Regions from separate parts of the Sus scrofa genome. Here all the other regions are linked to region 2. The links are chromatin contacts, called in public promoter capture Hi-C maps. All regions are on one chromosome and are shown on one strand. The core of a region is the stretch at or near the end of the contact, and the rest is flanking DNA. Distances in the headings are between cores, read along the strand shown. Region 1 holds the start of ONECUT2 (one cut domain family member 2). Region 2 holds the start of WDR7 (WD repeat-containing protein 7). Region 3 holds the start of FECH (ferrochelatase). Region 4 holds the start of NARS (asparagine--tRNA ligase, cytoplasmic).

Evidence for each region. Promoter capture Hi-C pulls out the DNA fragments that hold promoters and counts their contacts.
Region 1: a contact with region 2 is called in a promoter capture Hi-C map of liver, with 2.5 times the contacts expected there. The contact joins the promoter of ONECUT2 here to the promoter of WDR7 in region 2. A contact is called at or near these places in 1 of 5 promoter capture datasets (liver) and 2 of 47 Hi-C or Micro-C datasets (both in embryonic fibroblasts).
Region 3: a contact with region 2 is called in a promoter capture Hi-C map of fetal liver, with 5 times the contacts expected there. The contact joins the promoter of FECH here to the promoter of WDR7 in region 2. A contact is called at or near these places in 2 of 5 promoter capture datasets (fetal liver and liver) and 1 of 47 Hi-C or Micro-C datasets (retroperitoneal adipose tissue).
Region 4: a contact with region 2 is called in a promoter capture Hi-C map of liver, with 3 times the contacts expected there. The contact joins the promoter of NARS here to the promoter of WDR7 in region 2. A contact is called at or near these places in 1 of 5 promoter capture datasets (liver) and 1 of 2 datasets of contacts at active chromatin or transcription factors (alveolar macrophages).

Annotation. Positions count from the first base shown.
Region 1 is chr1:106,749,631-106,753,254 of Sscrofa11.1, forward strand. ONECUT2 (one cut domain family member 2) reads left to right here and starts at 1,716. Exons shown (of 3, transcript XM_021093679.1): 1 at 1,716-2,261; 2 at 2,264-3,340. The coding sequence starts at 2,108. It also overlaps a transcript of LOC102164252 not described here.
Region 2 is chr1:106,033,468-106,037,499 of Sscrofa11.1, forward strand. It overlaps WDR7 (WD repeat-containing protein 7), which reads left to right and starts at 2,545. Exons shown (of 27, transcript XM_021093616.1): 1 at 2,545-2,773.
Region 3 is chr1:106,895,460-106,899,592 of Sscrofa11.1, forward strand. FECH (ferrochelatase) reads right to left here and starts at 2,776. Exons shown (of 11, transcript NM_001170523.1): 1 at 2,710-2,776. The coding sequence starts at 2,776. LOC110260892 (a long non-coding RNA gene) reads left to right here and starts at 3,031. Exons shown (of 3, transcript XR_002344451.1): 1 at 3,031-3,247; 2 at 3,349-3,495.
Region 4 is chr1:106,930,708-106,934,762 of Sscrofa11.1, forward strand. NARS (asparagine--tRNA ligase, cytoplasmic) reads right to left here and starts at 2,398. Exons shown (of 16, transcript XM_003121455.6): 1 at 2,199-2,398.

The DNA of each region.
Region 1 (3,624 bases), core at 466-2,965, 720 kb after region 2:
GGCCAGAGCTCAATGAAGTTGATCTATAAATAGTGTCACTATTGATCTATAAATAGTATATTCATGTGACAGGATGATGTGGGAGGGGGGTGGAATTTTTTGCTCGGCAACTAGAAGAGAGGGGAGGGCAGGCGTAAAAGGTCACCTAGACTAAGAACTGTTTTACAAATGAATTAAACCTTTCTCTAGCGCCAGGAAGGCTTATGCGGTATTCCAGACTGTGTCCCTGTTTTCTTATCAAGTTTTCTCTAGCAGCTGGAAGTGGTTGGAGGGGTCTGTCTTAAGGATACCCCCTGCTCTTCTTTTGACAGCTGATCAAAAGAAAATAGGTCACGCTTCTCAAACTTATGTCCACCCTGTCCTTAATTACTGTCTCTTTAAACAAAGGCAACATCTGCGCAACCTCAGCCAGCTTGAATCTTCGGAGGCAGACCGAGCTCAACCTGCTTTGGAAGAATCTGTTACTTTTAAGGCTTTCGAAACCGAGCCGCTCTCTGTCGTCAACCACCCCAACCCCGGCCGCACAAATGTCCATACTCAGCGCCACTCGCTGACCGAGGGTTACCAAACAACGGAAATCCCGGGTAGACGAAGGCGCACTTTTCAAAGCCTCGGCTTGCGAGCGTTCTAAGAACTCGCCAGAGCTCTGGTCTTTTAAGAAGCAGAGTTTGAATATGCAGATATCACCTCTAAGTCATCTACCCAGTGCCGAAATCCCGGGCGTTCCTCTCCCGGGATTCTAGAGAAGATTGTGAGTGTGTGTGTGTGTGTGTGTGTGTGTGTGTGTGTGTGTGTGTGGAAAGATCCGCATGTAATGGGTAAGGTCCTGGGTGGTTTACATACTCCCTGCCCCAAGGAGAAGTTTGCTCACTACAGGCAACGGCAACAACCCTGCGGTACACTGCCCCCACTCCTCACTCGCACATACTTCTTTCCAACTCGCTCGCGCGGCAAGCCTTTGGTCACCTTGAAACCTCAGCTCCTGGAGTTCTAGTTTTGTTTTGCAATCTAGCAGTGCCCTTCTGAAGGCTCATAACTGAGAGATTTATGGGCTCGCTAGGTAATTAAATGATGTTATTGTGTTAACTTTGCATGCATTACGGCGGCCCGAGCCGAGGGTGGGCTTGCGTCTGCTGGCCGCAGCTCGCAGGCGGCTAGGGCGCTGGAGTTCCCTTCGCCTTGTAGATTATGCACTCCTCAGTCTCGGGAATTTACCCTGAACTAGAATACATTTGCGCCTGAATTTTAAAAGGCTAAAGTACCGGCTCCCAGTTAGAGACGCTTGGGAAGCGGCTTGTTTGGAGACGTGGGTTTGTTTTTACACCAGCACGTAGCTGGAGTCTTTTAAGACTCGCTTCGAGAAAAGCTGTGGGGTGAAGCGAAGGGAACTGAAGCAAAAGCCCTTTAGCCCAGATTGCTGCAGATCTGAAGACACACACAGTACCATCTTTAACGTAATTTCTCGCCCTCACTCACACTCTCGCCTCCCTCTCCCCATTACCCCCTCTCCCCCTCCCTCTCTCTCCTTGACGTTTGATTCCTATGGCAAAAGAGGGGGAAAAAAAAAAGGCACAGAGCCGTCAGCCAAACATGAAACGTGTGGCCCCGCCTCCTCCTCAGCTATTGGCAATTCAGCGTAGGAGACCCGCCCTCCAGGGCAGCCGCACCCGCGGAGTGGCTGCTCGCGGCGCCCATCGGACACTGCCCCGCCCCGGGTCCGGGAGGGTAGGTTGGCTGCCCCGGCGAGCGGCAGAGCCCTTCTGGACAGCTCCCGCTCACCCAAACAGAAGACGTCGGCGCCAGAGCGGGCTCGGACATGGCCAGGCAGCGCGCCGGCCCGAGCGGCGGGGCCCGGTGATCCCTCCCTCCTTCCCCGCCCCCTCCCCTCTCCTGCACGCACGCCCCGTCCGCCCCCACCCCACCCCCACCCCGGGCGCGCCCGCCCGCCCTCAGCCCGGGGCGCACACCCTCACGCACGCTCCCCCTCCACACACTCACGCACTCCTGCACCCTCCCTCGCTCCCGCGGCCGAGCTCCGCCACGCGCGCTTTGCCAGCCCGCCGGCCGCCCCCGCCGCCCCCGCCGCCCCCGGGCCCCGATGGACTGAATGAAGGCTGCCTACACCGCCTATCGATGCCTCACCAAAGACCTAGAAGGCTGCGCCATGAACCCGGAGCTGACAATGGAAAGTCTGGGCACTTTGCACGGGCCGGCCGGCGGCGGCAGCGGCGGGGGCGGCGGCGGGGGCGGCGGGGGCGGCGGCGGGGCCCGGGCCATGATCAAGAACTGCTGGCCAGCCCCAGCCCCCACCACGCGGGCCGCGGCGCCGCTGGCTCGCTGCGGGGCCCGCCGCCGCCGCCGCCGCCAACGGCACACCAAGAACTGGGCACGGCGGCAGCGGCAGCAGCGGCGGCGTCGCGCTCGGCCATGGTCACTAGCATGGCCTCGATACTGGACGGCGGCGACTACCGGCCCGAGCTCTCCATCCCGCTCCATCACGCCATGAGCATGTCCTGCGACTCGTCCCCGCCCGGCATGGGCATGAGCAACACCTACACCACGCTGACGCCGCTCCAGCCGCTGCCTCCCATCTCCACCGTGTCGGACAAGTTCCACCACCCGCACCCACACCACCACCCACACCACCACCACCACCACCACCACCAGCGCCTGTCGGGCAACGTCAGCGGCAGCTTCACCCTCATGCGCGACGAGCGCGGGCTCCCGGCCATGAACAACCTCTACAGCCCCTACAAGGAGATGCCCGGCATGAGCCAGAGCCTGTCCCCGCTGACCGCCACACCGCTGGGCAACGGGCTGGGCGGCCTCCACAACGCGCAGCAGAGCCTGCCCAACTACGGGCCCCCGGGCCACGACAAAATGCTCAGCCCCAACTTCGAGGCGCACCACACTGCCATGCTTACCCGCGGTGAGCAACACCTGTCCCGCGGCCTGGGCACCCCGCCCGCAGCCATGATGTCGCACCTCAACGGGCTGCACCACCCGGGCCACGCTCAGTCCCACGGGCCGGTGCTGGCGCCCAGCCGCGAGAGGCCACCCTCATCCTCTTCAGGATCGCAGGTGGCCACGTCAGGCCAGCTGGAGGAAATCAACACCAAAGAGGTGGCCCAGCGCATCACCGCGGAGCTGAAGCGCTACAGCATCCCACAGGCGATCTTCGCGCAGAGGGTGTTGTGCCGGTCTCAGGGGACTCTCTCCGACCTGCTCCGGAACCCAAAACCGTGGAGTAAACTCAAATCTGGCAGGGAGACCTTCCGCAGGATGTGGAAGTGGCTGCAGGAGCCCGAGTTCCAGCGCATGTCCGCCTTACGCCTGGCAGGTAAGCCCAGAGGATTGCCCGGAGCCGGGCTGCTGAATGAGGGTTCCCGGGTGCCTGTGGCTCCGGCTGAGGGCGCCTAGCCACTCCTCTACCCTTCCACACTTCCTATTTCTTCTCTACTATAGTTCTTCTTCCGTTTTTTCTTTCTCTTCTCTTCTTTCTATCCTCCGTTTCTCTTTCTTCTTTTTCCATACTTCTCTTCCTTCTTACCTCCTTGTCTCCCCAGCTTCCTTGCCCGACCTTCAGCCTCTTTTCATTCACACTCTGCTCAGTATGCCAACTCT
Region 2 (4,032 bases), core at 1,295-3,794:
TTACTTTCTACCTGGTCCCCTCCAGAATTTGGCTTCTCCAGCTGGCTCCCCTCTGGACTTGCTGGCTTATTGTGATCCTGATTACAACTAGTTATACTAATCAGTGTTTTTAATTTTTCTCTTTGTTGTTTTCAGACTGTTTATGTTTTGTGTCTCTTGCTGCTGTACTATGACCTTATTAATGCTATTAGCTATATTACTTATATGCGGCCTAATTTATAAGATTGTTGTTCCTTGCATTACTCTATGTGTAACCAGGTCTCTGACAGAACTAATGATGAGGCAATTGATCACATATATAGATCTGTACAAAGTTAATTGTAATAGTACAACTTTAGAAAAAGCAAGGCAGGAACAATTCCGGGATCCTAATAGACTAGTAAAACCTATAATCCAGAAAATTTTTAGGTTATCAACATGGCCTAATCCAGATATAGCATTTGAATGGCCTTTCAACAAAATCCTTCAGCATTCCTAGCACTGTGGGGGCAAATTGGTCATAAAATGCCTCCCAAACCTTGGTCAAATTTATGACTAAAAGAAGGATAATGTAAACAAAAAGAAGAGTCTTGGTCATCATCCAATTATATAAAGGGTTAAGTAGCAACCTACTGCCCTAAGGGGAATTCAGGATGGAGAAAAATAGGATGGAACATTCTCTGTTTTGTTATACAACCCCTAAATAATTAAGATGCATATCTAAGGAAGAATTTCAATGACCCAGATTCTTGTATCTTCCCATACTTGGAAAAGCACTAAAATCTTTACCTTGACATACTTTTTGTGTGTTTGTGTGTGTATGATTAGCAGTAATCTTTTACCAAGAGGTATGCTTGACTACATGTATTTCCAAGACAAAAAAATCATATATAGGGGTGTGTGTGTGTGTGTTTGTGTGTGTGTGTGTGTGTGTGTGTTTGTGTGTGTGTGTACTGGCTTCTCCCTAATCTCTGGAGCTGTTCCCTGAGAGGCTGTTTCCTGGGCTACAGTCCTCAGTAAGTTCCCTGAATAAAATGTAACTAACAATTTTGAAGTTGTGTGTTTTTCTTTCTTTTTTTTTCTTTCTGCTTTTTAGGGCTGCACCTGCAGCACATGGAGGTTCCCAGGATAGGGGTTCAATCAGAGCTACAGCTGCCAGCCTAGCCACAGCCACAGCAATGCAGGATCCGAGCCATGTCTGTGACCTACACCACAGCTCACAGCAAAGCCAGATATTTCAACCTACTGAGCGAGGCCAGGGATTGAACTGGAAACTCCATGGTTCCTAGTTGGATTCGTTTCCACTGCTCCGTGACAGGAACTCCTGTGTGTGTTTTTCTTTCAGTTGACAACAGAAATAATAACTTGTTGATGGGAAGGCTTTTGACCAAACCAACACTTATGTCTCTTTTGGTAAATTAGCACAGAAATAATCCTGTCTGAAGAAGTTGTTTCTGTCTTGTTCTGATTCCTGAATCCGCTACTTCAGGTGCTGTCCAATAGGAATTTGCCAATCAAGGTGTGGTCCAAGGACCAGAGGAATGGGAGCTTGTTAGAAACGGAGCTTGTTAGAAATGGAGAATCTTAGACTTCACTCCAGAACTACTGAATCAGAAGCTTCATTTCAACAAGTTTCACAGGTGATTCATACACACAGTGACTTTTGAGAATTGCAGTAGAATTCCTACTTGTCGTATAAATCCATTAGTGAGATTATTAATGAAAAACAAACCCAGGGAAGGAGTATCTTTTCTATCTTTTTAACACAGGCCACCAGGATGGCCCCAGATTCTTCTTTGGCTATCAGTCATTCATTCACACATTTAACAAATATTTGCGATGAAGATAAGCAAGTATAATAAGTAACTGACATCTATTGAGCTCTTTTAACCTCCTACACATCTATGAGGTTATTATGGCTATTTTGTATATTGGGGACATTGAGGAGAATGAAGAGGAGCAGCAAGATGCCCCAGATGACTCTTAGACTGCAGTGGAGGAACTGGGATCCAAAGTCATGCCTGTCTGAAGGCAAAACTCGCGATCCACCACTCTTCGCGGCCCGCACAAGTGAACATTCATTCTCTCTCCAGAACAGTGATGTTGCACAAGGTCAGACTTCCCTTAGTCAAGTAGCCGAGTTCCTCATTTGGCCCTCTGTGTCCCAGCCAGCAGACAAGTTCGGGGTCAGAGGAAAGCAGTAACCAAATCCAGAGTTAACACTTTCCAGGAGCCTGGACCGAGTCTGGGGGCCGAAGAGTAAACTTGCAGCGCCTTGGTCACAGGAACCAAACACCTAGACTTAATCATTTCATCCTTCCCTTCATCTTGGTCCTCCCAGCATGGGAATCCGAGGCGAGAACAGAACCTAGACAAGCCTTCCCTTAACCAAAATGGCGGCCATGCACTCCCTGCCCACTATCTGACGTAGTCACCGCCCTTTGGTTTCCGTGGTAACGCAGCCCATGCTCTCCGCGCTGGCCTCTGCCGGGCGTGTATGGAAATAAGGAGCATTTCCCTCCCCCTCATTTTTGCGACAGTTGCGGGGAAAGTCACGGCAGTTGGCTGGAGTCAGCTGATTTACTGCAGCGGCGGCGGCGGCGGTGGCAACGGCATCTTGCATCCTCTGTGGAGAGACAGAGGTTGGGCTGGGGTTGCGATCCAAAGTTTTCCCACCCGGATTTGCCCACCCCACCTGTTCCCTGGATTCGTCCTCGTCCTGTCCTTTTGTAGGAGCGCCGCGGTGGTGGGACTGGGACAGGAAACATCACGGCATGAAATGAAGCTGTGACAGGTAAGGTGGCTTTCGAGCTTCCCCAGCGGGAAGCCCAGGGCGGCATGTGCCCCCAACGTGGAGGTCAGGGGCCGAGGGTCAAGGGTCACAGTAACGCTTCAGCCGGGGGCAGTGCCCGCTGTCAGAGCACTGCTCTTGGAAGGTCTATTTTCTGCGGATCCTGCAGGTTCAGGCCCACAGCTAGGAGCCTGTGCCTGGAGCATGGGTCCTGTCAGGGGTTTTGGGACTCCTTGGTCTACTGAATGACATTTGCTACTGTGACACTAGCTTTGGTCTTGAGATGGGACCGCCTTGCCCTCAGTGGCAGTCTAAACAGGGTGAGTTGCTTAATGTTTTTAGGTGAGTGGTTCTTGGCAGTGCTTTTGGGAAACGTGCTTGCTATGGGGATGCATGTAGTCTCTCCTGGTGCTCTGCAGTTTGCCCTTGCCTAAGGTCCTGAGGCATCTGTTAGTACACCTGATCGTTTGCATCCCTTTCCCCTAAGACTTGGTCTAAGAGAATACCTGCTACTGCTTCTCATTTACTAGTGCGTCCCAAGCTTTTTGAGGCTATATGTTTGGATTCAGAACTACCCTGCCTTGGATTCAAAAATTGCGTTTTATGTTTTGACTCATTTGCTATGCCAGTTTCTCAGGTCCTAGTCAAAATTTACTGCTTCCTGTAGTTTGAAACCGTGGCAGCTACAGTTGCATTTCAGGCAGCACTGGAATTGGTTTTCTTTCTTTCTTTTTTTGTCTTTTTAGGGCCGCACCTGAGATATATGGAGGTTCCTACGTTAGAGGTCAAATGGGATCTGTAGCTGACGGCCTACGCCACAGCCACAGCAAAGCGGGATCCGAGCCTCCTCTGGGACCTGCACCACAGATTACTGCAATGCCAGATCTTTAACCCTCTGAGCAAGGCCAGGGATTGAACCTACGTCCTCATGGTTACCAGTCAGAGTCTTTTTCCCTGAGCCACGACGGGAACTCCAGCATTGGAATTGTTGATGCTACTGGTTTTAGGGTTCAATGAGAGCCACTGCCTGCTTTGACAGCATTTGGCATGAGCCACAAAAGGAAAGCTGTGATTCTTTCAGATGTTTATTGCTTAGGGCTATATGGACAAGACGTTAAGAATCATCTGTTGTATGAGATAAATTGATTACGCTTTTGAAATTTTGTTGCACACAGAAACTTGTGTTATAAGTAACTCGTTAGAAGCACCTCGTGACATTATGGAGATGGAGAAAAGCCAAAAGTGAAAATAGTGTGTTGAAA
Region 3 (4,133 bases), core at 1,526-4,025, 860 kb after region 2:
TTCTAACCCTACTTTTGACACAGACAACTGGTCTACCTTTGGAAGGCCTACAAACAATAAAAGCTATAAAACTGAGAGATACGCAGATGAATAGAAGATAACCTAAGAAAACAAAACTTCATTAATTCCTGGAGAAACCCAATAGGTGAATCAGTCAAAAATATACCCGTGACTTAAGAAGTTCATGGGAATAACTGGTTCTCCAAAACCAAATTATTTAATATTTTGGATGCTTGGGGGTGGTACAACAGAGAGTAGAAAACAAGGTATACAAGTACCTAATAGAGCCTTTTTCTATTATGTAGGAGACGACTATTTCAAAAGATCCTAACAAAAATGTGCGCCATTTTAAAAATTAACAGAAATAGGAGTTCCTTTTGTGGCTCAGTGGTTACCAAATCTGACTAGGATCCATGAGGTTTCAGGTTCGATTCCTGGCCTCACTCAGTGGGTTAAGGATCTGGCGTTGCCATGACCTGTGGTGTAGGTCGCAGACACAGCTCAGATCCCTCGTTGCTATGGCTGTGGCGTAGGCTGGCAGCTATAGCTCTGATTCGACCCTAGCCTGGGAACTTCCATGTGCTGTGAATGCGGCTCTAAAAAGCAAAAAAATGAAATAAGAAAATGAACAGAAATAAGATCCTATATTATAACTATTAATAAACACTTGGGGAGAGGAGGCTTTAAGAAAAGAATTGTTATTTTGCTGTTATGGAGCCAAAATATTCTGTCATTAATTTAAACACTGATTTTCTTTTTTATTATTCTAGATTTATTTTTTCTAATTACAAAAGACATATGTGCCTAATGTAGAAAATTTGGAAAGAAAAAGGCACAAAGAAACAAAAATTGATTACTCTACCAACTTTCTAAAAGTACAATGGCACAATGTATGTGGTTAAGCAAGAAGTAAGAATACTCAAAAATAAGGACTATATACATTTATACTGGGGAGCTTCTTATAATTTTCTAATATGCAAAAATACAAAGTGAGTGCAAAATTTTGCTTTTCTACTGCAAGAATTCAAGAAATACTACTCAATTTTTTCTAGAAATTATTTATTTATTTATTTATTTATTTATTTATTTATTTGTCTTTTTGCCATTTCTTGGGCCGCTCTCACGGCATATGGAGGTTCCCAGGCTAGGGGTCGAATCAGAGCTGTAGCCACGGCCTACGCCAGAGCCACAGCAACGCGGGATCCGAGCCGCGTCTTCAACCTACACCACAGCTCACGGCAACGCCGGACTGTTAACCCACTGAGCAAGGGCAGGGACCGAACCCACAACCTCATGGTTCCTAGTCGGATTCGTTAACCACTGCGCCACGACAGGAACTCCACAGTCTAGAAATTAATTAGAAGTTAATTCCTTCATATAAAACAAGATAATTTCAGTACTATAACTACATCTTAAAATCAGAGTCCATAATTCAGTTGAACTCTAAATCTACTTCCACTATGGTTAACTAATCCTTTCGCTTAGTTACTTATAACCCGGACAACAAATCCTTTAAAGTTTCTCGTATTGTTCTACAACCTCAACTCTAAAGCCTGTCCAGACTTTGCTACAGGAAGGATGGATGAAAGAAAAGACTAATTGGATACCTCTTTCAGCTCCATTACTGGCACTGTGCTTCCTCTTCTTAAAAGACAATGTCTTTTGTCTCCCACTACCCTTAGCAACTGGATCCTCATTGTACACTAGGACCTTATTATTTTCCTAACAAAGGCACCTGTAATAAGATATGGAGGTTTAGAATGGATGCCTTCTCAGAAGGTGCCAAATGGATGATTTAGGGAGTTTATAAAAATAAGTCAGATCTGTGTCCAGTAACCATTCAAAGGTACTAATTTAGCATCTTAGCAGGTGGCAGCCTTTTACATAACAATAACTGAACACTTTGAGGGTATCTATATATCTACTGTGTGCCTGTCACGGTGCTATAGGCGTTATCTGTATTCAGCTAATCTCCATGGCAAGCTTATGAGGTATTACCTTCTCCTTTTACGTTTAACAAAGTTCAAGCTACACTGAATCCCTTGCTGAAGTGCTGCAGGGCTAGTATCCCAGCCAGGAGTGTCTGAACTAGAGTTCTGTCAGCAAAGTACGTTCACGTCTGTATCAGATATGTGCAGGATTGTCACTGGGGCTTTTTCTCCAAATACCTGTATAAAACACTAAGCCCAGCTGCCCCGCAGTGGGTCCTGCTGCAAAAGTGAGCACTGCGTGACGCCAGGGGCTAGGGAGAGGAGCAGTGGACCCAGTGTGACTTCCACCACCAGGGAGGGAACCTCAGGGTAGATGTCTACGGTGATGATGATGGTGACGTTGCCATCGTTACCATTTCTGTGCCTGGCCCTTAACGCACTCTGCCTCCCGTAATCCTCACAACTCTGTGACTATCATTATTCTTATTTTACAGAAAAGAACTAAGGCTCTGAGAAATTCAGCCACTCCTCATGGCCACCCAGCTGACCAATAGGACTCCAGGACCCCTCCCCACGGCCTCCGAGGGCCGTCAAGTAAGCCCCACGGGAGGGTCCCTTTCCGGATCCCTTCTCCGCCCCTTGCCCCACAACCCAGCTTCCTGTGCAGCCGCCGTCGTTCCTGGAAGTTCCCAGGCCCGGGGGCCTGCAGCTAGCTGCCTGCTGTCCCCGCCGTCACCGGGTCCCCAGCCTAGGCGGCGGCCGCGACAACCCCACTTACGCAGATCGCGGAGCAGGACGCCCCCAGATCGCAGGGCCGCAGCCATGTTTGTGCCGACTGAAAGCATTCCCGGGGCAGCCTCGGCCCGGGGCCTGGGTTCCTCCCGCAGCAGCACAGCCAGGCACGGGCTCCGACAACGACCAGTCGCAGAGCGCAGCACCAGCCACCCACGCTGCCTTATCATGCGCCGCCACTCCCTGCGCCCAGGCTGCGCGCCCGCTCATTCGCTGCCGAACCGGGGCGGGGATCGAGGGCGGGGCCAGGAGGAGGCACGCCCCTCACCGGGGCCTGCCCTGCCGTAAGGCAGTCTTCAGGGTAAGAAACGGCTCAGGACTGTACTATCCGCCCTTTCCATCTCTTCCACCAAAAATACTTGCGTTGGCGCCCAGCTTCACTCTGTGTCTCCCTGGTTGCACATAGCCACCTGACCAAGGCAGGAACTGCAACCACAACTCAGCAAAGAACTTTCTTGACATTACCGTTACTATCGCATAGAATGAGAATGCTTTTGCCTCAATTCTCCACTTTCGTTGCCTAGGTACAGAACAACTGTGCTGACTCTTTTGCTTTGTTTTCAGAATGAGAAAAGGAATTCTTTCATATAAGACACTCACGAATAATTATCCAATTTTTCTGCAGCAGATTTTGACAGCTGTGACCAGAAAGCCAACATTATACAGCTAACGTGATCGTGTTAAGAAAAGTGAAGGCCAGCCCAGCAAATCAACTTCTTGGAAGGCTAGTGTGGTGAAGTTTATCAGTATGATGTCTGCGCACCTTGACAAGGTAGTCACCTGACCCCAAACCGCCCACGGGACAGCCCCCACCCCCTTCATTTTTAGCCTTTCCTACATCCCTACACCTGCACCCCTACATCCCGCCCACCTGACCCATAAATTCAGTGCGTCTCAGAGTACAAGACCAACCTTTGGAACAGAAAGGTGTCAGGCATCATTCTTTCATTCACTGAACAAGCATTGAGCATCTATCATGTGCACTTGGAAAACAGCAATGAATAGAACAGAGGAGGGGCTTACATGGGGATTAGGGGAGAGTCAGAAAATAATCACAATATGTACTATTTAGGGTGATGATGAGCGTTAGAAAGAAAGAAGCGATGTAACAGAGATGAGAGAGAGGAGGCTAATGCAATTTGAAATAAAGAGGTCAGAGAAGTCCTCACTGCCATTTGTGAAAGACCTGAGGAAGTAGGGGGCATGCCATGTGGAACATTCCAGGAAGATGGAGTCTAGATTGGGTTGGAAAAGTTTTCTGTATTCTCTTGATTAAATTAGTTTATTTATTATTAAAGTTAGTCCTCCTTGGTTATAAGCTCAGTGTAAATATGTCAAATTAAATGAATTACCTTTCATATTATCTACATGATCTTCAAATCAACTCAGAATGAAAATTATATTAGTTTA
Region 4 (4,055 bases), core at 1,148-3,647, 900 kb after region 2:
TCTTTGGGGGGGACCAGGTGGCCAGCTGGTAGCTGGCAGATTACATTTGCTCCCTGGAGGAGGCAGCAATATGCCTCTCAATTGTAGAGGCATTGTCCACCTAAGGATGTGCCCCTTTTGCCTGTAGCACCAGCATCTGTGGACTTACAGAATGCCGTGCCCATCTCCACAGTACATAACATCTGCTATAATCAGGGAACACATTTTCAATGAAAGAAATGTCTGTGGTGTTCACTGTGTAACCATGGGCTTTGCGTCAAGTTAGATTACTGCTTAAAATAATCACATGTGTGTCCTTTTCCTGTGTGGGAAAAATGTACTTCCCTGCTTAAATCATGTTGGGCTTGGCTGTGTGGATTTTTTCTGACTGTGGGAGATGGGCAGATGTGATGAAAGTGTGAAGTGGAGATTGGTACTTGCCACCTGCCTCGACACAGACTGAATCATGAGTCACTGCAGGCTGCCAACCCTCAACACCCCCTGAAAGTCTCCAGGGTGGAGATCAGGAGTGAGGCATTCTGTGCTCTGGGAGAACTGGCAGAACAGGTCTTCGACAGTTAAATATTTTCAGGAGAGGATTTTATGAGCCCAATTCTTACATCTCATATCTAGAAAAGACTTCATGGTGACATCTGCTCCTGGTAACTAGCAGTAACCTCCACAAGGCTAGCAGCTAACTTATATAAAATGTGTGTGTGTGGCTGCATGTACTTCCCCTCCAAAATCACATGTGTACTGACACTCCCTCCTACTTCTTTGGAGCAGAATTTCAAAGTTATCTGAAATGCTGCCTCCTGGGCTGTAGTCTTCATTTTGTCCCCAGTAAAACAACTTTCAACTTGTAAGTCATCCATAGTTTTTAAGCTGACAAAAGCGAAGGTTTAAAGTGTGCTTGTATTTTTTAAATTTATTTTTTATTTTTTAATTTTATTACTCAATGAATTTATTGCATTTATATAAAAATAAAAATAATAATTAAAAATTTTTTAAAAATTTAAAGGAAAAAAATTTTTTAAAAATGTGCTTGTACAGTTGAGTGTGTTTTCTTGCCCCTGCCATTATCAGGAGAAGAGTTTACTGGTCCAAGGAAGGTGATAGAAGTGTGACCTGGATCCAGTCTACATCTTGGAACTAAACCCACCTGAACTTGGTCCAGATCAGCTGACTCCTAGATAGACCAGTGAGAATAAATGATTGTTGTGTTGCCTCTGAGTTTTGGAACATTTTGTTACACAGCTTTATCAGGACAGTAGTGACCGATAAAAGCCCCGTTACTCAGAAGCAGCTGGCTTAAAAGAGGAGCTGAATAGCCTATTGGGAGGCAGTTAAAACACACTGCAAGGTGTCAGACAATGTTTGATGCAATCTCTCACACAGTGGAATGTATATTATTATGATTATTTTGTGTGTTTTTTGGTTTCAAACAGTTCTCCAGGTATTTTCATTTCTGTGAAGCACTTGAAATGTCTATGACCCACACTGAAGCCAGAAGGCAGAAATCTTTACTGTTTTTTTTTTTTTGGTTTTGTTTTGTTTTGTTTTTTGTCTTTTTGCTATTTCTCTGGGCCGCTCCCACAGCTTATGGAGGTTCCCAGGCTAGGGGTTGAATCGGAGCTGTAGCCGCCACCCTACGCCAGAGCCACAGCAACGCGGGATCCGAGCCGCGTCTGCAACCTACACCACAGCTCAAGGCAACACCGGATCGTTAACCCACTGAGCAAGGGCAGGGACAGAACCCGCAACCCGCAACGAATTCCTAGTCGGATTCGTTAACCACTGCGCCACTACGGGAACTCCAATCTTTACCGTTCTTTGCCCAAAGGAAGGACAAACTCTCCTAACACCAGTGAAGACCACATGAAATGGAAGTGAGAGAAGGGACGACAGCTCCAGGGCAACTGCAGACAAGACCCTCTGCCTGCCTCCTGCAGTTTCTACCCCCAGTAATAAAAACAAAGCAGTCAACCTCTTTCCTAGAGTGGTTTGCTCCTCATCTACCCACAGCCCGTACTGAACTTGCCCCTGCCCCCTGTGTCTGGTCCCTGGCCCGTACATGTCACTACCAGAATGTAGGTAAGATGCCATGCTGGCATCCTTCCAGGGCACTCAGCACAGCTTGCACTCAGTAAGCGTTTGCTAATTATCTGTTGGGCAGACAGTTTAGTCCAACCTCCTTCCGGAAGCAGAACTTTACTTACAGCATCGTGGAAACAGTCACTTCCAAGAACAAATTGAAATTTGTCGGTGCTTATAGTGAATGAATGCATGCAGTGAATGGTATTGTTTTTCTCTCCTCCTCAGACCGCCCAGCTGGGGCGCCCTCTTCTTGCGGTCCTCGATATTTCGCCCCCGCCCATCAGGGTTGTTCTAGTCTCTGGGTAGAAGCCTCCTCCGCTCCACCGGGAGCCAGAAGCGAATCACGGTCCTAACCCTGTTATGGCCCCCGCGGGCCACCGTAGCGGGCCGCTGGCTGGGGCCCAAGGCCCGCAACTTCCGTGTTGCCATGTTGTCTCCAGGCACTTTTGCCTTTCCACACGTGGTCTTAACATTTCCGGTTCTGCGCGGCACCTCCCCTGTGAGTAAGGGAGGCTGGATCTCAGGCTTGTTTGAGCACAGCTTTCCGTGCGTTATCTTGGAGCAAGCGCGCAGGCTTCTTTAGCGCTTTTTTATGCACTAAAGTTATTTGCTCCTCAAGACGTTTCGAAGAGAGAAGAGGCAAAAATCACTGTAAGCGTTTCTAGGACACTTTTCCCCAACCCAGGGCCGGGAACGGGGGCTGGGGTGTGGGGAGGGGAAGCTTAGTGTTTGCCTAGATAGCGAAGCGGTCAAGCAATCGAAGAAAATCTCAGTAATGTTTGAGAAAATCTCAGTAATGTTTAAAATCGATTTGACACTGCAAACAAAAAGTGGGAATTATCATTACAGTGACACTATTAACTTAGAAAACTGGAAATGTAACTTTTTGCTTGTAGAGTTAAATTTAAGCATTTAGGTTTGCTCGTTAATTTATTTTGGCGGCCCCCAGGCTCTTTCGTGTTTGTAAACTGCTAGCTTTGTCTTTAATCTCTTCCTGAAAAGTTAAAATGAAGGACACTATAAAGTGTCCTTCATTTTTCTTGAAGGCGGGTGACTAATGGGGCACTGAAGCCAGATATCCTAGGACACAGGGCTCTTTCTGCCTCAGTGACTCTGCTCGGGTTCCTTAATCTCTCTGAGCCACAGGTTTTTCAACTGTAAAGTGATGATAATATTCTGGAAAGGCTGCCTTTGGAGGTTAATGTGAGATACAGAAATGCCTAGTGTGTGCTTGGCATCTAGTGAACTTTCTGAATTAGGATGTAAATAGTATTGCTAGTTAATCATTGTTCTTTTGTTCCATGATCCTGCTTAAATCAAATCTCAGGCCTTCAAACTGCTGAGGGATGCTGGTGGGACGGACCCATACCCCACTCCTAATGAATTCTGGCCAGTTTTCAAAGTATCTCAGACTCTGCAGATCTTTTCCACTGCCCCAACTCTCTCAAGAAATGACCCATCTCTTGCTTCACGCTGTTGAATAGGAGCTCTGATGGCCCTCCTTCAAAACTCTCAAACTTTCCAGGCTCAGCACCTGTCCTTACCTTCTGGTACAATGTAACCACAGCTGACCCTTGAACAACACAAATTTGAATTGATGGGTGGGTTTTTCCCCAGTAAATACCTAGTGCAGTAGTACAGGATCTGCAGTTGGTTGATTCCACCGATGGTCAGTTATAAAGTTATAATCTGATTTTCGGCTGCGTGAGGATTTGTGCCCTAACCCCTGAGTTGTTCAGGGCTCAGCTGTTGTATCCTTCCTCCTGTCTTCTCAGTCCTCCTTATTTCTCCAGTCTAATCTCTATACTCCAGCCAGGGCGAACAGTTGGAAACATAAACTCTCATTCTCCAGCTGGCAACCCTCCCTGACTTCTTTTGCTCTTAGGATCCACCCCAACCCCCCCCCGTAGGCTCACCAGGCTGTATGCTCTCAAGCTTTCTAAATGCACAATTCGTATCAGCCTGGACTCCTTTCTTTG